3 separate regions of the Anas platyrhynchos genome follow, and regions 2 and 3 are each linked to region 1. The links are chromatin contacts, called in public Hi-C maps. All regions are on one chromosome and are shown on one strand. The core of a region is the stretch at or near the end of the contact, and the rest is flanking DNA. Distances in the headings are between cores, read along the strand shown.

The links. A called contact is a pair of places that touch in the nucleus more often than the background predicts.
Region 2: a contact with region 1 is called in a Hi-C map of skeletal muscle, with 2.6 times the contacts expected there. The contact joins the promoter of ATP6V1E1 here to the promoter of HDHD5 in region 1. A contact is called at or near these places in 4 of 8 Hi-C or Micro-C datasets (liver, skeletal muscle and subcutaneous adipose tissue).
Region 3: a Hi-C map of skeletal muscle shows a contact between it and region 1, with 2.2 times the contacts expected there. The contact joins the enhancer-like site here to the promoter of HDHD5 in region 1. A contact is called at or near these places in 3 of 8 Hi-C or Micro-C datasets (liver and skeletal muscle).

The regions. Positions count from the first base shown.
Region 1 is chr1:65,119,557-65,123,201 of IASCAAS_PekinDuck_T2T, reverse strand. It overlaps HDHD5 (haloacid dehalogenase like hydrolase domain containing 5), which reads left to right and starts at 1,577. Exons shown (of 8, transcript XM_038180802.2): 1 at 1,577-1,718; 2 at 1,835-2,038; 3 at 2,125-2,237. The coding sequence starts at 1,632.
Region 2 is chr1:65,283,225-65,286,869 of IASCAAS_PekinDuck_T2T, reverse strand. ATP6V1E1 (ATPase H+ transporting V1 subunit E1) reads left to right here and starts at 2,064. Exons shown (of 9, transcript XM_027466080.3): 1 at 2,064-2,232. The coding sequence starts at 2,200. BCL2L13 (BCL2 like 13) reads right to left here and starts at 1,887. Exons shown (of 7, transcript XM_038186595.2): 1 at 1,722-1,887.
Region 3 is chr1:65,248,492-65,252,136 of IASCAAS_PekinDuck_T2T, reverse strand. It overlaps CECR2 (CECR2 histone acetyl-lysine reader), which reads right to left. Exons shown (of 19, transcript XM_038185182.2): 14 at 2,502-2,935; 15 at 1,156-1,284; 16 at 173-983. Among named protein-coding and RNA genes, the nearest start is that of ATP6V1E1, 34 kb to the left of the region's middle. Within about 2 kb of position 1,731, at least 3 of the 8 cell types and tissues checked have an H3K27ac peak or open chromatin away from gene starts, as enhancers often do.

The DNA.
Region 1 (3,645 bases), core at 328-2,827:
TTTTGCTTGTCTTTAAAGCCAGCTCTGAAAGGGGGTGGGGGAAACTCCGAGGTCGGGGTAGAGAGAGGAAGAAAATCCCCCGCAGACTGGTGTGAGAAGGGCAGACAGCCAGTCCCTGGGGCACTGGGGCTGTTAGGGGACACAGATCTTTCCAGATGCGCCCGTAGAAGAAATCAAAGGGCCCACATGTAACATGCAAAACCTAGTAGCGTTGCCGATGAAATTTTCCTTTCTTGAAGGAAAATTACATGGCTGGGTGTTCAGTGCAGGGACAAGCGGGGTAAAGGCTGCCTGCTGGTGCTGGCAGTGCTGGGCTCGGCAGCCCAGGCAGGCGCTGCGGGGTGCGGTGCTTGGCCGCCCTCAGCCCCTGCCACGCGTGCCAGGCTCAGCCTGTGCCCGACCGCTGGCAAACTCCCTCCGCGGCAGTTTAAAAATAAACACTTGGGCCTGTTGGGCGGCCTTCCTTGTAAAAATAAATACGGCATCTCTGCCAGCCCCCCGGGAGCTGGGGCACACACAAGCGCTCTCTGGGGGCACCTCTTCACCCGCCTGGCCTCCGCCACACGAGTCACCCCACGCGGGGAGCTCGGAGGCTGGGTGGGTGCCAAATCCCCCCGCTGACCCCAGCCCCAGCCGCATTTTCTGCTGGTTCACAGGAAGAAAACAGAGCCTGCAAACCAAACAGCAGCAGGGGCAGCAGCTCACCCCCAGCCAGGGAGTGGGAAACCAACTCTCCCATGCACCGGATCTCCAAAAGCTCACTGCTTTTCCCCGCTATCCTCCCTAAACCCATTTTTTTTTTCCCTTTAGGGCGGAACAAGCCCTCCCTCCAGCAGGGCCCCCTGCTCCCCCCGTGCCGAGAGCCCTGTGCCAGCCGCGGGCCCGTGGAGCAGCGGGGACCCCTGCCGGCGGTGGGGGCGTCCCCACGGAGCTGTGCTCAGCAAGAGGCTTTAACCCCGTGCTGCAGGGGGGCTGAGCTTTCCGTCATGCTTCCATGGCCGGCATAAGCTTTGCCAGGGCGAGGAGGAGCTGCAGGCGCTTGTAGGGAAGCGTAGGGGTGCTGGGCAGGTTGTGGAAACGCTGTGAAATACGCGATAGGTAATTCAGTCAAGGGAAAGGCGCTTGAGGAGGTGTCACCAGCTGTAAAAATGCGTAACCCTGCGGGGCCAGTGCTTTAACAGCGCTGCAGAAAGGGTGTGAAGGTGGGTCCAAAGCTAATTAACAGCCACGTTCGTGGTGAGGGAAACAAATAATTCTGGACTTTGTGTAATTGATGCTTGAAGTTGTAGGAGTCGGGAGACCTTAAGCCTATCCAGAAAGCAAGCAAACATTGCTGGAAAAAAGAGGGAGCCGCTGGGACACACCAGCAGAGCCAGGAACAGGCTCGGGGCTTCGGAAGATTGTACAATCTGCAGGCAGGAGCCCAGTAGACGTGGGTTTCTGTGGAAAAAACCGAGCGGCGGCAGGGCAGCGGCTCTGCCAGGCGTGCCAAGACACCGCCCTCAGCGCCGCCCCCCAGCCCCGCGCCCGCCGGGAGCTGTAGTCCGGGAACTACGAGCCCCGGCGTGCCCTGCCCCGAGCCGAGCCGGGCCGAGCCGTGCGGGGCCAGGCAGCAGGAGGCAGGGGCCGGCATGGCGCTGCGGGGCTGCCTGCGGGCCGGGCGCGGGGCGCTGCGCGCTGCGGGGCCGCCCGGCCGGGGGTGCAGCGCCGGGGGCCGGGTGAGGAGCGGCGGCGGCGGCGGCGGCGGGGCCCGCGCTGGGCTCGGGGGGCGGCCGCTGGGGCTGGGGAAATGGCGGCCGGGCGCTGACCGCGGGCTCCTCCGCTCGCCTTGCAGCCGCCGCCGGCCTTCGGCTTCCTCTTCGACATCGACGGCGTGCTGGTGCGGGGCAGCCAGGTGCTGCCCGCCGCGCGGGAGGCTTTCCGCAGGCTGGCGGGCGCCGGCGGGCGGCTGCGGGTGCCCGTCGTCTTCCTCACCAACGCCGGCAACTGCCTGCGGGCCGCCAAGGCCCGGGAGCTGGCCCAGGCGCTGGGGCTGCAGGTGAGGGGAGCCCCGGGGAGCCCCAGCACGGCCCTGCCGGCCCCCCCCCCCCCGGCAGCCTGGGCTCGCCTCTGCTGTCCCCGCAGGTGTCTCCGGAGCAGGTGATCCTGTCCCACAGCCCGCTGCGGCTCTTCAGCCAGTTCCACCGCAGGTGCATGCTGGTGGCCGGGCAGGGGCCCGTGGAGGAGAACGCCCACAAGTATCCTTTGCTGTGCGCAGACTGCTTCTTGCTGCCATTCCTGCTCTGCCCCTGCACGTAACACCTGCCCGGTCAGCTTGTAGGGGCACAAGGGGACAGAAAGACCTCTGCTGTGTTACGGGGAGAGGCTCAGCTGTAGGCACTTACTGCCGATCTCCATCTCAGCCCTTCTTGGCTTTCCTTGGTCAGCATTTCGCCTCTCATGCTGATTACCCCTCCTCCGAGCTGTGTTCTCGCTAGCAAGATGTCATCAGGGGGACTCACTTTTGAGATAAAGTTATGCTCCTGCCACTTTTTTCATGGCAAAATGCCTTGTAGGTCACTCCCAGCACTTCCACAACTGAGGTTTTCCCCAGCAATCTAATAGCAATTGAAGCGTCTCAAACATCATTAGAGCCAGAGCATCGTGGTACAGCAGAGACATGGTTTAAAAGACAATCCCACATGCATACGGTCCTCCCAAGGTAAGGGTCTGACATAGCTCGTATCTGCAAGGAGGTAAGAACTGCCTGCAACATCTACAGCATCTTGGACCGTGTGTCTGCTCACCATTTCAGCCCATCAGCTTCATCACCGAAGTGCTTTGGGCAGCTTCCCCTCGTTTGCACAGCCCCGTTCCTTTGAAGGCATGTCGCCTTTAATGCCAGGGTTAGCTCTGGAAGGAGAACTTCATCCTAACCTGCTTCTGCTCAGCTTCTCTGAAGGGGTGGATTTGGATCATGGTTCTCTCTCTAACTGAGGGCTTTAAAGGCTTCTTTGAGTTAGCTTAATGTGTCCCACAGAGAACAAAATGAACTGGAACAGGGAACACACAGAACAGACCCTCACCTTCTGCATGCATGTGTCCAGTCACTCCTTGTGCTTAATCTTTGCATTTGGTACAAAACTGTGGCTTTGCCGTGTTTCCCCAAGACAAGCAGAATGAGCTAATGGCAAGGTTTTCCGCAAGTGAATGCAACTTAGCCTTGCCTTGTGTCTTTTTACCAGCACACACCGTTGTCTTTTCACCAGCTAAGCTGGCCAGAGCTTCACCAATTGTGCTTCTAGCCACGAGGCCAGACCTGCAGTGCCCCAACACCAGAGTGCTGGCCTTAAAGGTCTCCTGAAGCACATCCATGCTGTCTCGGAGCCACCTGTGTGCTCTTCCTACTTGCAGGTGTTCCTGATTACAAAGTAAATCACTCGTCTGTGCCTTTTTTTTTTTTTTGGTAAACCTTAAGGCCACCTTTAGGTTGAAACATAACCTACAGTTCGATTGAAAGCCCTGAAGTTAACGCGTTACTGGGTTTCTGTAACTGCTCTGCTACTAGGACTAGCATTTCTTAATCCTATAGATGCCTTTGCTAGTAACTCAAAAAAAGCAACTGAACAAAAAGCAGTCCTCATGATTCCTTGATGAACTGAAATA
Region 2 (3,645 bases), core at 815-3,314, 160 kb before region 1:
CCTCCTCTCACGTATTTCAAAATGCTTGAAATCGTGCACCAGGAAGGTTCACTTCAGTCTTTGCTACGGCTTGAACTGTAGTAGTCATTCATAGAGGAAAGAACCAATGTCAAAACTGTAAGCCAGAGCTCAATGTATCATGCTTCAGAAACACAAGCAGCTACAGCAGAGGATAAACAGTTTTTCCACAACATACAGCTCCCCTTCAGCCACTGTCACAAACTGGGATTTTAATAAAGATGGGAGATTTGGAAACAACAACTGCTCAGGAGTCGATAGGATCATAAACAATAGCCGTGTTCTTCAGAGCAGATCAACAGCTGTGATCACCACAGCACCAGATGTAAAGGATGCCATTCAGCAACAAGCAAAAGCTCCCTGCTACAGCTTTGCTTTGTTCAGCAGAGTTCCACAGTCCTGGAACCGAACCAAGGCTCTTCCTAGGATGCCTGCAAAACGAATGGGAGCCCTTCGAGGCCACAGAGCAGACCTACCTGGGAACAGGCAGCCTGGGGGTGGGCCACAGAGATCCAGGCACTGCGCTGTGCATCAAAGAACAGGGCTGAATTCATAACAAACACCATTCTTTAAATCAGGATTTCAAATCAACACAGAATGAAATGAAAAAAAATACAGCCTATCAAAACAAGAATGAGGCTCTGTATCAGCACAGTGATCCTTGTGCAACAATGAGGCCTAATTCGTGCCAGTTTTGGCATGCCTAGCTCAGCACCTGGGGGGGAGTGAGAATCAGACCACAACTTATTTAAATAGTGGCTAATGCTTCCCTGGGAAAAGAATGGAGAAAAAAGCTTCAGATGTGTATAAAAATAAATAAATAGAAGTAATCACAATATATTTGGAGAGGTACTTTTATGCTGAAGTGACAAGAGAGACTTAACTCGAATGGAAGAACTGTCTGAAGCTTCTCCTAAAAGCATCAGCCTGGAAATACACCTCAGGACCGCTGATCCTCCTCTGAGAGGAGCCCACAACGAAGTAACCAAATTACTCACTTTAAATTGTGCATGATTGTTTTTGTTTTCATACAGAAGTAGGCAAATATTGACTCAGATACTGTAAATATTGCAGAAAAGACCATTTTTCAGGAACGAGTGGGTTTAGAAAGGGACACGCACAGCTTGAAACACCAGCCCAGAGGAAGGAGAGCTTCCCAGTAGTGGGGTAAGATGGAAAGAGAGCCCAGGAACTGCTCAAGAGGGTGAGACAAAGCTGGGCGGGGAGGTGTGGGGAGCAGGGGAGGCAAGGCACTGTGAGGAGCCTCCAAAATGTGGGCAAGGAGGCGACTGCTGGTCTGGCAGATTCATCTACTGCCTCTTAAAAAAAAAATAAATCAGAATTATTACTAATTACTTCATACAAAAATTAGAAATTCCTTAATTCCTGCACCCCTGAGGGGAGAAGCCCTCCACTCGCTGTACGCGCTGGGCGCTGCAGCCTCACAGGATTTTTGGCTTCCCCGGGTGCCCAACGCGCCGAAAAGTTCCCAGCCCAGCAGCACAGGCACGGATCGCCCCTGCCTGGGAGGGACGAGCCCAGCAGTGCCCCCGATCCCCATTTTATTCCCCATTTCCCCCCCCCGACCCCCTGTAATGGCCGCCCCTCCCCTCCCCAAAATCGCTGCGGGAGGGGGCGGCAACCACAGCAACAAACGCCCGCCGGGAAAGCCACCCGCCCGCCCCACCCCGGCCCCTGCTCACCTGCGGCGGCGGCGGAGGGGGCGGGGCCGGGCCGGGCCGGAGCCGCCTGAGGAGGGGGCGGGGGGCGAGGAGGAGGAGGAGGAGGGGAGGGGAGGGGGCGAGCGCCCGCGCCGGGCGGAGAGGGCTCGGCCCTAATTTGCCGCCGCCGCCGCCATGATGGAGGGGCGGGGCCGCGCGTCACGGCGCGCGCGTCCGCTGCGGGCTTGGGGGGGGGGCGGCTGCGCGCCCGCGTCACGCGCCGAGGGGAGGGAGGGGAGGGAGGGAGGGGAGGGGAGGGGAGGGAGGGAGGGGAGGGGGGGGGTGACGCAGCGCCATGAGGGGCCCGCCCCCTCCCTCCCCCTCCCTCCCCCTCCCTCCCCGTGACGTCAGCGGGCGAGGCGGCGGTGGCAGCCGGGAGCCGAACCGGATCCACTTCGCTTCGCTTCGCTTCGCAGCGGCTCCGCGCCCCGCACCCTGCACCCCGCGTCCCGCAGCAGCCATGGCGCTCAGCGATGCCGACGTCCAGAAGCAGGTGGGGAGCGGGGGGGGTGGGGAGCGGGAAGGGGCTCGGCTGCGAGATGGGGGTGGGGGAGAGGGTTTACACGGGGGGAGAGGGGGCGGCGGACGGAATGGGTTTGGGTTTTTGTGGGGCGGGCACCCAGGGGTAAGGTCGCAGGTGCCCCCCCGCCCCTGCCGCCCCCTCAGGTGCCGCCTTTATCGAGGCGCCGCCGCCCCCCCCGCCCGCCTGCCCCGCCGCCAGGCGCCGTCCCTCAGCCCCCTGCCCCGGGCACGGCGGCCCCCGCGCTGGGAGCGTCCCCGGGGAGGGCACGGCGCCCTCAGTGACACCACGCACCCCGCACAGCCGGCACCGAGCCGCCGGCCGCTGCTGCAGACCGCACGGATCCGGCCCGATCTGGGCTCCGGCAAGGCATGGGCAGAGCCAACGAGCGCCCCGTGCGCTTCGTTTGCAAAGCTGGCTGCTTGGCTTTCTCTGTTCCCTCTCCCTGAAGGTTGTAAAAATAAAGGTGACCTGCTCGGGGCTTGCCCAGCTGCCGTGGGTGTGAGCCGCAAAGGTGAGCTCAGGGTCTGTGGATACACCAAACACACGGTGCCGATGGAGTTTCGCACCTGCAGTTTGCCTGTAGGGTTGCACTGTTGAACCTGCAGTGATCCTGTTGACTGGAAAGGGGCACGCTGCTGATGGCACCACAGTTCTACATGTGCATAAACCCTGGTGTGAACCTACCAGCTGATCCTCTGAAATCTTAGCTACTGACCATGGTGCTTTCAATGATTTTCACATTAAAAATCATCTCCATTCATCAATCTCGGATTTGCAGAATCACAGGGTTGCCTAGGTTGGAAGAGACCTCAAGATCATCGAGTCCAACCTCTGACCTAACACTAACAAGTCCTCCACTAAACCATATCCCTAAGCTCTACATCTAAATGTCTTTTAAAGACCTTGCTTTACTTGCTTTCTTTCATCAACAGTGTTTAATCAATTGTTACATCTAATACCTTTAGGTCTGGAAGCCTCACTTAATATCTCTTTTCATTCCTATGAAGAACAAAAAGAGATTTCAGTACAACAAACTACAAAAGCAATAACAATGTTTGGTCTAAACAGACATGGCAAAGCGGATGACATATCGCCTTGCTTCTGTCTTACTCTGCTTTGTTATACAGAGGACATTTCTTGAACATCTGAAACTTTTTAAAGAACTCTTCCAACATTTGGAAAATAAACTGGAGGAAGTCGCTCAGTAATATAAGGGTTACTGTTGCTGTAGAAAGGTCCTTAGTTTCCTTCAACACCAGGGTATTTGGTGAAATTATTTACATGTTTTATCTGCCTCTTGTCCTTTCTGAAAAGCAGATCTAAAGCTTGATTTGATCAGCTGTCAGATCAGACAAGTGGATAAGATAAGAAACTGACCTTGGA
Region 3 (3,645 bases), core at 482-2,981, 130 kb before region 1:
AACTCACAAACGCAGGGCATAGCTCCTCGCTCCCTGTGGCTGCTTGCACACCCTTGATGTGTGCAGACATGGAAAAGGATCCACGGGGCTGCATCCTCTGCTGAGGTCCAGCAGCAGCAAGAACTGGGGAGAAGCCTCTGGGTGGCTTCTGGTCAGTGCCACGGGGAGTTACCTTGGTTGCTCTCCGGCTCCATGGTCTGATCCTGCGAGCTCCCGTTGCCCATGACCGGCTTTGGGGGTGGCACACCAGCAGAGGCGGCGTGAGCCAGCTGGGGAAAGGGTCCAGGGAGGTGCGGCGGGGGTGGCTGGCGAGGGTGGTAAGGCACGCCCGGCGGGCACACGCGGGAGGACAGCTGCTGCATGGCGATCATCTCTGGGCTGTCCATCATCGAGTCCCCACCCTGGCACCCTCTCTGAACCTGAGCCGGTCCCCCGAACAGAGCGGCCGGCGGCTGCGGCATCCTCTGGCCAGCAGCTTTCCCGGGTGGTCTGATGTACCCTGAGGGAGGCACCCCGTGAGGTAGGAAGTTTGATTGCTCAGTCCACTGGCTGGGAGGCAGAGGAGGCCGTAAGGCCCGGGGCTCCATCATGTGGCCGATGGCGCGGGGCTGCAGCGAGGGCGCTGGCCCCATGGGTGCCTTCTCCTCCGGCCCCACGGCACCCTGGCTGGCGGCGCTGTGGCTGCCATTCCACAGGGCCGGGTGCCCACGGTTCAGGTACTTGTAGGGCCGGTACATATGTCCAGGGGGCATCTCCGAGCCTTCTGGCGGCCTCACCGGAGGCCCGTTGTGCCTTGGAGGGAGGAAGCCCTGCTGGAACTGGGCTGGCGGGTAGACGGCGTCCGGAGGGGGGCCACTGACACGCCCCAGCTGCAGGGTGCCAGGACGGGGTCCGAGGCCGGTGACGTGGGTCGGCCCCGCACACACCTGCTTCTCAGGGGCAGCCAGCCTGTGCCCACGGTGCTCGCTCAGTCCCACGGCCGGCTGGGGAGGCAGAAAGAGGGGTGTCAGTGAGAGGGAGGTGGGAAAAGACTGATGCTGGCATGCCAGCAGGTTGATCTGAGAGGCAATGCCACCGCAGGGGCCATCAGGGAGTCCCCCACACACCAGAGGGGACCTGCAGGGTGCCGTGATTTATTGTTATGAAACAATTTACCTGCATGGCAAAGTGCTGGTGCTGCTGAACCGGGTCTCCAGGATGGGGCTCTGGCACTCGCGGTGAGCCATACAGTTTTGTTGGATCTGATCCGCGCAGGGGACCGAACGTTCCTGGCACAGCTGGTCTCTGGGGGATGGGGAAGGGTGCAGGAAGGAGAAATAAACACATTTGTGAGATGCAAAAAAGCAGCAGAGCTGCTTCAAGCAGGGGGTAAGCCAAGACCAAAAGAACCACACAGAACAGACAGGCTTTTTGGAGATGCCATGAAAAACCTGTAGGCTTTTCTATGAAATGACACAGCTCTCCTGCCAAAGAGTATCATATATCCCTGAGCTCAGGTTGTGATACACTCACCTACCACCCAGCTATTCGGAAGCAAGTAAGACAACTGGAGGGGACGGTGGTTTATTCCTGTCCTTGGAGCAAACCACAAGAGCACGTGAGCAGAACAAAGGGGACCATGCTGGATTGCTTTCAAAATACTTGCTGGCTCCAGCTCTCCTACTGGCTTCTGCTATCTGCGTCACAAGAATCACTCTAAAACGTTTTATTTCCAGCTAAAAAAGTGAGGAATAGCCTGGATCTCAGAAAAGCAGCTGTCACACTACACCACAAGACACCATGGGTTAAAAAGGAAAAGACAGTAAAGGATGGGTGAGGAACAGCCCATAGAAGAGGCAGAACAAGTGGCCCTCGGAGAGGAAACATCAGGCTAAAGGGAGGTCACTGCTGCAGCCCAGGGTGGCCTTGTGTGTGGTTTTGTTTACTGCTTTTATAAATATCAAGGCACAGAATGCAGTAGTATGCAGATGGCACAAAGTTACCAGGCATCTGTAAACAATTGAGACAAAAGAAGGCTGGCTCGTTCAGCATCATAAACTGGAGGTTGAAAGAGGAAACGTGACTGCTTTACGTGCACAATGGGGCACCTCTCCAGGGAGAGAGAGAAAACTGGGGAGCCAGGGCTGCCCAAGCACACATGGGTACTTGCCTGCAAAAAATGTTGTTAGACCTTTCCTAATTAGTGTGGTAGCGATCTAGTTCAGCCTCCAGTTACAGAAGTAGCTACTCTTCTAGCCCCAGCTACTCTTAACAGAGCGTGTTATTTCCAGTCCTATCTCCTCAGCCAACTACACAAAGACCGGGTAAGGCCGAACTGTATCGGTTTAAATTTAAGGGCTGAAAAGTTTCAGTTTGAGAAACCACAGCTCCGACCCTCAATCTCTGGGAGGAGATCCTTGCCACAAAGTAGGGATTCCACAGGGGAGAGTTCAATTCCCTTTTCCCTCCCCGCCTCCCTCCGCAGGCAGGATCGATGAAGAACAGCAGAAACTACTCCTTACCATCTGGCCGGGATGTGGCACGGGGCTGGGCATGCCGCCGTACTGCAGCGAGCGGGGGAAACCTCGCCCATTGGAAGGGCCCACTTCTCGAGGAGGCTGCATGGGGTTGCCACTTGGATCCTCTGCAGAGGACGAGGAGAAGGAGGAGGAGGAGGAAGAGGAGGAGGAGGCGGGAGCCCTCGAAGCAGCTCGATATGGTGGAGGTTTCCCTCCATTTTCCAGGCGCTGCTGCCTCTTGCCTGGTCCCTCTGGGTCTCGTGACCGAGTCCAAACATTGCCAGCGCTGGAGCGGCCAGCCCGCCGGCTCCTCTTCTCCCGCCTCCCGTCTTCTCTGATCCAAAACTCCTCATCTGTGTCTCCATCTTCCCCAGGGAAGTGCTTCATCATTGCTCGGTGGAAACACCTCTCCAAGTTGTAAGCCATCTTGGTATATTCTGCCAAAAGAAACCCAGCAACATCAAGGACAGAGCCTTACAGAGAGAAACAGTTAAGCAACATCAGACTTTCCTCATTTCCCCAGAAAAATCATCTCTCTCTGCATTTTTTTTTTTTTTTGAGGAAGACTTTTGTTTCTACCTAGTTGACCGGTCTATATTCTTAAACTCAATAAGCAATGCAGCATCAGATTTGTTCAGTAACCCCACCAGAGGACAGGCACACAGGCATGACAAAGTACCATTAGCAGCATGGCTTGCACAGTCAGCATTAACCTAACATCCCAGAATAGTACCAAGAATTACATTACGGCAAACACCACCTCTGCTTGCAGAGATGTGTGACCTGCACTGCTAGCCAGCAGTGCTGAGAAGAGAAACGTTAAATTCCAGCAATGCTACTTGATTCTGCTCAAGAGGCTTTTGCTGGACTGGTTCAAATCTCTGCTGTATGCTACAAGACAAAGGAAAAAAATCAGCAAAGATCATTTATCCATGTACAGTTTTTAAAGCACTTGCTGACCGTGACACAAAAGCTATTGCAAATACCACGGTCACTATTGTGCAATTCCCACAGGACAGTTCTGCTCTGAGGGGCTCCTACTTTTCACTGGAGTGGGTAAGAAGGAAAATACAGGTGAGAGGTGTTGATCACAAAGTCTTGAAGCAAATGACTTTCCAGTTGTTTCCACTGAACTAAAAAGTTCCTT